3 separate regions of the Mus musculus genome follow, and regions 2 and 3 are each linked to region 1. Evidence: chromatin contacts called from public HiCAR-type and HiChIP or PLAC-seq data. All regions are on one chromosome and are shown on one strand. Each heading gives the region's core, a stretch centred on a gene start, on an enhancer-like site or on the middle of the called end of the contact. The rest is flanking DNA. Distances are from core to core; before and after follow the strand shown. Region 1 holds the start of Tmem17 (transmembrane protein 17). Region 2 overlaps Ehbp1 (EH domain binding protein 1). Region 3 overlaps Commd1 (COMM domain containing 1).

Region 1 (2,700 bases), core at 54-2,553:
TGTAATGAGATAAAATTTAAGTATTATATAATTGGTCAGACAAATTTTTCTGACCAATTAATTGCCTGTCTTGGCAGAGACAGTGAACTTAAACAGCTTTTCTCACGTTTGAATGTCTGGGAAAACAATATTTTCTGACACGTAAGAACCATAAGAAATTACAGGGCTGATGTCTTTACCTAGTTCTATTGCTGTCCACACCATCACGACTATCTAGGCTGCTGAGGCTCTAAAGAACTTCAGAACAAATGTCACCCCCGCCCCCCCCACACACACTTTTTTTCCCAGAGACTTTGTATTATTCGATTTTAGTGCCCCGTACGGCTCACACTTTGAATCGGAAACACGAAATCCTAATTTTACAGGCTTTTCTCCATATAGCGTAAATTACACGAATGACCAAGGTGACAACATGCAATGATGGCAAGTGGTTTGCTTTTCAATGCCCTATTTAAGAAATAAAAATAAAAATAAGAAAGCCCAAACCAAGCCATCGAAAGGATTTCCAATTCCTTGATTTCAAAGGAGACAACCATGTATGCTGTCCTCCTGATTGAGGAGGCAGAAGCTGGAGTTAACTCGTTGGTATTTCGTTTTTAGATTTCGGGAGGAGAGTTTTTTATACAGGGAGAAAGAAGGAACAGGCAGAGGAAGGCCTTGTCGGTTTGGCAGCAGCCGGTCTTGCTCTGCTAGGAGGGGTTTGGACACAGCCCGGTTTTGTGTGAGCCGGCGGCTGTCACGCTGGGGACTCAGCGGGGACCCGCGTGGGGAAGAAGGCGTTCCTGATCCGCATCCTGATCCGCTCGGCGACCGCGCCACCGGGTGCAGTAGCTGCGGCGGCGGAAGCGCGTGGTCTCCCGGGTCCGCCGCAGGGCCGTGGTTTCTCCCGGGGCACAGAGCCCTGGCTGAAGCCGGAGCAGCCATCTTTCACCCGGGCACGGCCTGTGCGGCCTCCCGCCCGCGAGCCACACCCCCGCGTGGGCCTGCGCCCTCGCCACTCACCGGCCGCATCACTGGACTCTGGCCCGGTGCGGCTGGAGTCGCCGAACACGGTGAGGCTGAGGTTGCTCAGGCGCTGGCGAACAGGGTCCGGCAGCTCCATGCCTGGCCTGCCCGCTGGCCTCTCACACACCCGCTAGTCGGCGGGCACAGCGGCGCGTGGCGGTTCCCTTGGCAACCGGGCAGTGCGGGGCCCCTAGGGACCTGGTACCTGGGCTTCCCCGAACGCTACAGAATCCTCCAGAGGCTTCCCCTTGGAGAGGCGAGCCAGGGCCACGGGCCCGCAGCCTAACGTGGCCTAGTGCTGCTGAAAATGGCGGGTTCCTCCGTCTTGCTTTAAAGCCGCGTCGTCTTAAGATGATCACAAGTAATAAGCCATTCGGACCTGGGCTGAGCCACAAGGAGCTCTCACACCATAGCAATTCCTCTGCAAAATTGGTGCACCATTTCTTGAGGGAAATGGAAAACGAACATAGATATTTTAAAAAAATGCCCTTGACATTCTTTTTATTATTATTAGATATTTTCTTTATATACATTTCAAATGCTATCCCGAAAGTTCCCTATACCCTCCCTCTGCCCTCCTCCCCTACCCACCCACTCCCACTTCTTGGCCCTGACATTCCTCTGTACTGGGGCATATAAAGTTTGCAGTACCAAGGGGCCTCTCTTCCCAATGATGGCCAACTAGGCCATCTTCTGCTACATATGCAGCTAGAGACATGAGCTCTGGGGGTACTGGTTAGTTCATATTGTTGTTCCACCTATAGGGTTGCAGACCCCTTCAGCTCCTTGGGTGCTTTCTCTGGCTTCTCCATTGGGGGCCCTGTGTTCCATTTTATAGATGACTGTGAACATCCACTTCTGTATTTGCCAGGCACTGGCATAGACTCATATGAGACAGCTATGACAGGGTCCCTTCAGCAAAATCTTGCTGGCATATGCAATAATGTCTGGGTTTGGTGGCTGATTATGGGATGGATCTCTGGGTGGGGTATTCTCTGGAAAGTCCATCCTTTCGTCTTAGCTCCAAACTTTGTCTCTGTAACTCCTTTCATGGGTATTTTGTTCCCTATTAGAAGGAGGAATGAAGTATCCACCCATTGGTCTTCCCTCTTCTTGATTTTCTTGTGTTTTGCAAATTGTATCTTGGGTGTTCTATGTTTCTGGGCTGATATCCACTTATCAGTGAGTGCATATCTAATGACTTCTTTTGTGATTGGGTTACCTCACTAAGGATGTTCCTCAGAAAATTGCCCTTGACATTCTTAAGAGGGTGGATGAGCCAAGCATACCTGCTTCAGAAGACAGGGAAATAACTTAAAAGTATTGAAAGCAGTTGTTTCTGGAATATAGGTGATTTTAAAACTAAAAATATCAGCCTTTCCCTGCTTTCTCTTAAGACATATCATTTTAGCATTTAGAAGGCAGAGACAGGAGATCTCCAGTTTAAGGTTAGCCTGGGATACATTGCAAAATCCTCAAAAACCAAAACAAACCATTAGGTGTAATAGACATAAAGAAAAGCACAGTCGGATGTATTAGGTCCCAGGTCAGTCAACAGTATCATCATCTCCAGGAGCTACCCTTTCTCAGTTGCTTGTGAAGCAGTGGCCTGTTTTATACTTTATAGTAGACTGATTGCACATTCAAGTTTAAAAAGAAAATCTGACTTTGCTGTCAACATTTTTTATGAATTTT
Region 2 (2,700 bases), core at 33-2,532, 270 kb after region 1:
GAAATACTAGTTACTTCAATGAGATCATATCTGAATTTAGCATCTACTGTACTTAGGAATAGAACTGGAGCTTAACTGCTTTGTGGAATCTAAAGTAGTAAACACTTTTGTCCTTTTTTGTGTGTCTGCGTGAGGGGTGTACATGAGGGTCTTATGCACATGTGCTCGCTCACCTGCATGCTCGAGTGGGAAGCAGAGGCCAGTTTTTGGGGTCTTTATCTTAGTTTTTACACAGGCTTCTCATGGAACCTGCACTCATCATTTTGACTAGGCTGGCTGGTAGCTCCTGGAATCCTCCTGTCTCTGCCCTTACCTGGAGTTCCAGGACACACTGCCACATCCAGGTTTTAATCTCAGTGCTAGGGATGGAGATCGGGTTCCTGTGCTTGTGTGGAAAACTTTTCACTTGTGGAGTCACCCCAGGCCACTTTTGTCCTTTAAAGGTACTAGAACTAAACTTTAATAATCTTGTTTAAGATGAATTATACTTAATTTCTTTCTTTGTTTTTTAATTTGATAGGCAACCAGATAAACTGGTGGTTGTTTGGACAAGAAGAAGCCGAAGGAAGTCTTCCAAGGTTAGTCTCCTCTGAACAGTCACCACTTAAAAATTTGTCGAGGAAGAGCTCAGTGTTCTTAACGAGTGGCCAACTTTCTGAGTTCATGCTGGATTGCAGGGGAGGAGGAGTGGACTTTTTTGAAGATTTTGATTTGTTTTTCTTTGTACTGATAGTATCATACATGGAGACTAGAATAGAATTTTAAACATCTTGTTCTGTAGATAATTTTATTTTCGTAAGCATACAGCTGTATGCATATTTATTAGAGGTTAGTTTGTTTTCCTATAGATAGACTGCTATTAAGAAAAGTTTGTTAGATGATAATTGAAATTTTAAAAACTTACTAAAAGTACCCTTTCAAGGTGGTTTTGTTTGTTTTTGAGACAGGGCTCATTTTGTATTTTAGGCTGACTTAGAATTTGTGATCTTCCCTTTTGTGCCTCCGAAGGGCTGGGATTACAAGTGTGTGCCATTATATCTGGCCTCCAGTTTTATTTTTATTAAGCTAAAACTTAAGGGTGCAAAATTCATCAAACCTTAGTTATTCAAGACACCATGACCATGGCAACTCTATGAAAGAAAGCATTTAAATTGGGGCTTGCTTGTAGTTTCAGAAGTTTAGTCCATTATCATCATGGCTGGGAGCCTGCTGGCAAGGACATAGTGCTGGAGGAAGAGAGGAGAGACACTGAGCTGGGCTTGGCCCTTTGAAACCTCAGAGCACCCCTGCCCTGCATTGATGCACTTCTTCCAACAAGGCCAGGCTTCCCAGTCCCACCCTGAGCTGCTCCCTGGTGACTAAGCACTCAGATATGTAAGCCTATAGGCCATTCTTATTCAAGCCACCACAGTTTACATACATAATAAATATGATGTATATATTCTGATACTTGCATAAATAGTACTCCTGTCAAAGTATAGATTGCTATCAGCATAACATTTTTGTGTCTTTTCCAGGCAATTTCCAGCCCTCAGAGGCCATCACTATTTTGATTTTTCTGTCAATAAAGACTAATTTACCTATTTTTGAATTTCATGCAAAAATATTACAGTAGTATATTTGTATAGCACTGTATATTTGTATAATAGTGTTCTATATAATTTTACATAGTAAAACTGTTTTATGTGTGGTCTTCTTTGCCTAGCATCATGTTTTTGCAATGTGTTCATGCTTTGTTTTCATTTGTAGTTTATTGCTTTATTGCTGAATAGTATTCCATTCTGTGAATATACTACAAGTTAGTTAATTACTCAGTCCCCTGAGTATATAGTCTTTTTTTTTTTTTTTTTTTTTTTTTACTTCTGTCAGTGTTAACTGCTAGAATCCTTGTTTAAGTAGGTAGAGAGTGATAGGGAAGATACCTGGCCGCAGCCTTTAGCCTCCTTACATGTATGCCCATACAACTTTGCATAGTATTGTTTCCCAACACACCCACTAGAGTATGTGTGCACACTCAACACACATACATATACATGCACACATACCAGAAATTGCCAAACACCCCTGCCAGCAATATAGGGGCCAGCAATATAGGAATTGAAGCTGATTCACATCATGAACAGTATTTTTTCAAGACACATATCTGTAGTTTGGGGGCATTATAATGTGAATACTGTCTTATTCACATGTGAGGAGGAGTTCTAAGAATGGACACAGTACTTCTCATTGCATCTACAGCTTTTGTGGAGTTGGCCAGAATAAAGTTGTCCTTTAAGTGTAATAGAGGGATGTGACTATATCAGTAGTCTTTAGAGTGGACACTGTAAGCACTTTATTTCATTTGACACTTAGCTAGCAATTATTCTATAAGAGTTATGGAATACAATAAATATAATAAAATACTTTAGGTTGTAGGTCACTTCAGAATATACTCATCTTTGATAGTAAATAAACTTTGTTTATTTAATGGCATATGACAATTGAAAGAATTTTTATGAAAGATTCTTTCTTATATGGTACCAGATCCTGTTTGAGTCTAGGTAATAAAATATAAACTTGAGGCTACAGATTAATTTTCTTAGAAGGTAGTGTATTCTAGAAGAAATTACTTTTTATTCTATTTATTTCTTAGTTTTAATGTTCTTTGAGATCTTCCTTTATACAGTCAGCTCTCTGTATTTAGGAGTTACCCAGTCTGGT
Region 3 (2,711 bases), core at 141-2,640, 420 kb before region 1:
CATAGAAAGTGACTTGTACATTTATATCTGGAAAGGAGTGGCAAGCACCTCTCTAAGAAATTAACATTTAGTTCTGATGTTTGACTGTGAAGACTGGGTGTTGGCCGGTGGCTATCACAGCAGAGAGAAAAGAACAGATCATAGGACTTCAATGTGGAGAGATAAATACACTGAATACACTGGCTCTCCCCAGTTCCCCATGTGCCCCAGTTCTGAGAATTGAGCTCAGAATCTTGAGGTGACAGGCAAGCCTTCCTCACCTGATCCTTAAGCCTTGTTTAGTCCTCACTGTAGTTCAGGTTCCACTAGGTTTGCTTTATAAATGCAGACTAGTTTCAAACTCAAATAGTATCTTGCTGCATTTGCTTCCAATGCTGGGATTACAGTTGTGTGATGTTATGCCCTGATTCCTCAGGAAGCCCAGGCGAGCTCAGGAAGTGCAGAGTCCGCTGCAAGTGGGCATGAAAGACTTTTTACTGAAAATGAGTCCTGACTCGGATCACAAACCCCCTACAGCATAGGTTCGGAGTCTGTGACCCCCAGCTCCAGTGTTTTAGCACTTATATACAGGGCAGTTAGAAGTTCCTTGAATGCTTAGGGTGAAGGGGAGGGAAGATGGGTCAGGTAAGTCATAGCTCAGACATGATACCATTTGGTGGGGCAGAATCCCGAGGCTGGGAGGGGGATTAAAGACTGTCCTTTGTGGGGCTATCAGGAACTAGTTTTATGGCCGGCCATAACTGTCTGTGACCTCTGATTTTTTTTTCTATGACTTAAACGTGGGACCCTAATCTCCTTTCTTCAAGGATATGCACCAGCTACACCTGGTTATCCAGGAGAGTGCTGGTCTTGGTGCCACCGAAGCTGAGGAGTTTTTGTCATTTGTCTTATGAGACTCCTTGAGTCCTCTCAGACCAGCCAGGGAGGTAGAAAGAACCCCTGAGTTTGCTGCAAGGCACTCTCCTCTCAGAAGCAAGCAGCCTGTGCGCCTCAGTAACAGATCTGACTGACTATGATCTTGAAAGGCAGATTGTGTGTCTTAATTCTTCTTTCTATTCCATGTGCTTAAGTGCAGTGCCTGTGGACAAAGTGGCTATTTCAGTTGGATTGGGAAAGCAGATTGGATCTAAGTGGATGTTAGTCACGGTGAAAAGAAAACTGTCAGAGGAACCATGGAGTTAAGAGTGTTGACTGCACGGATAGTAATTTCTTTGGGGAAGTAAGGAATGAATAATGAGCATGCTTAGCCAGAAGATGGCTAATCTTAGCAGTGTGCAGACAGACATGGTGCTGGAGAAGGAGCTAAGAGTTCCACATCTTGATCTACAGGCAGCAGAAGGAGCCTGGGTGCTGCACTGGCTGAAGCTTGAGCATCACAGACCCCCCCACAGTGACAAACTTCCTCTAACAAGGCCAGTAGTCCTACAAGGCCACACCTCCTGGTAGTGACACTCCCTGTGGGCCAAGCATTCAAACACTTTGAGTCTTTGGGGGCTGTTCCTATTCAAACACCACACCATTTAAAAAGTGTTCTGCCTGGCAGTGGTGGCGCACACCTTCAATCCCAGCTCCTGGGAGGCAGAGGCAGGTGGATTTCTGAGTTCGAGGTCAGCCTGGTCTACAGTGTGAGTTCCAGGACAGAACTACACAAAGAAACCCTGTCTTGGGGGAAAGTGTTCTCCCCTTGAAAGCTTTAAAATATTCTGATCATAAAGAGACACTTGTTTTGAGTATCTATATTAGTTGCAGGTGGCTTCCAATTTGTTCTGAAAGAAAAGGTGGAAAGTCAGACTGAGCTGCAAGCAGCTGGTTCCAGTGTGACACGCCTCTTTTCTGTCATCAGTATGTCATCTGGATACACTAAGGGTGCTAGTGCAGCCTGTACAGGGATAGATCTGACTTGACAGGGGCAAAGAAATAAAAGACAAACATACAGACAAGCTGGTAGTAGGTGGACTGAGCTCTCTGTTGGGAAACTGTATCCCAGAAGCTCAGTGTTTTGTTATGTAGAGTTAGAAAGGGAGGTGGGTTTACATAGATAAACAAGGAGGCAGGTTTATAGAATACATCTGGATCAGGAGACAGGCTTAGCTAATCTTGGTAGGAGCAGTCTCTTTAGGAGAAAAGTCTTTGGGCCATAAATATAGGGTCTGGGGAGCTATTGGTGGGCATTTCCTGCAGACACCTTCAATTTCCGTACTCAGACCCTTCAGGAAGGCTTTAGCATTTTCCTGAGCTGGGGCAGGATGGGGTTTGCCATTTGAGTCTGAGGCTAGGGTCCTTGATGTGTGGTCTTGCTGGTGTCAAGAGCACACATTCAATCACTCAGGACTTCTGCAGGGAGTGATGCACAGGGAACAAGGAGCCCAGTGGGAAGAGCTGATCCTCAAGTGCCATGTTGTTACAAATCATACTATTTCTCCAAAATTCAGCTTTTTGAGAGCGTTACTTGGTATTGTATCAGTGTATCAGTGGAGAAAAGAACTGTTTCAATATCAGAGTAGTTTGTCAAAGTCAAATTTACTTTAATTAGCCTTGAGTTCCTCAATGTATTGGTGACCGTCCTGCTCTGTGACAGAGTACCGGAAAGAAGGAACTTGAGGGTGGGAAGGTTTGACTCACAGCTTGTCAGTGCAAGGAAAGAGTGGTGGAGGCAGCGGGGCACGTTGCACCCACGGTCAGGAAGCAGAAAGCAGTGAACACTCACTGTC

Evidence for each region. HiCAR-type assays count read pairs that join an accessible place to other places. HiChIP or PLAC-seq counts read pairs in DNA pulled down with a chosen protein or histone mark.
Region 2: a HiCAR-type map of fibro-adipogenic progenitors shows a contact between it and region 1, with 4 times the contacts expected there. The contact joins the enhancer-like site here to the promoter of Tmem17 in region 1. A contact is called at or near these places in 4 of 39 promoter capture datasets (3T3-L1-derived adipocytes, cranial neural crest, pre-B cells and 1 more), 12 of 484 Hi-C or Micro-C datasets (the 3T3-L1 cell line, the HL-1 cell line, brown adipocytes and 9 more), 16 of 115 datasets of contacts at active chromatin or transcription factors (the NIH/3T3 cell line, SST interneurons, astrocytes and 10 more) and 2 of 9 other capture datasets (embryonic stem cells and macrophages).
Region 3: an H3K4me3 HiChIP or PLAC-seq map of bone marrow-derived macrophages shows a contact between it and region 1, with 5 times the contacts expected there. The contact joins the enhancer-like site here to the promoter of Tmem17 in region 1. A contact is called at or near these places in 4 of 39 promoter capture datasets (embryonic stem cells, hippocampal neurons, liver and 1 more), 4 of 115 datasets of contacts at active chromatin or transcription factors (bone marrow-derived macrophages, embryonic stem cells and microglia) and 2 of 9 other capture datasets (adipose tissue and liver).

What each region holds. Positions count from the first base shown.
Region 1 is chr11:22,510,886-22,513,585 of GRCm38.p6, reverse strand. It overlaps Tmem17 (transmembrane protein 17), which reads right to left and starts at 1,303. Exons shown (of 4, transcript NM_153596.3): 1 at 1,003-1,303. The coding sequence starts at 1,102.
Region 2 is chr11:22,245,848-22,248,547 of GRCm38.p6, reverse strand. It overlaps Ehbp1 (EH domain binding protein 1), which reads left to right. Exons shown (of 25, transcript NM_153078.4): 3 at 521-578. Among named protein-coding and RNA genes, the nearest start is that of Ehbp1, 40 kb to the left of the region's middle. Within about 2 kb of position 1,282, at least 32 of the 459 cell types and tissues checked have an H3K27ac peak or open chromatin away from gene starts, as enhancers often do. A contact at or near this core is called in the HL-1 cell line, embryonic fibroblasts, fibro-adipogenic progenitors and 1 more, where this site is marked.
Region 3 is chr11:22,928,925-22,931,635 of GRCm38.p6, reverse strand. All of the region lies in intron 2 of Commd1 (COMM domain containing 1), which reads left to right. Among named protein-coding and RNA genes, the nearest start is that of Zrsr1, 42 kb to the left of the region's middle. Within about 2 kb of position 1,390, at least 35 of the 459 cell types and tissues checked have an H3K27ac peak or open chromatin away from gene starts, as enhancers often do. A contact at or near this core is called in bone marrow-derived macrophages, where this site is marked.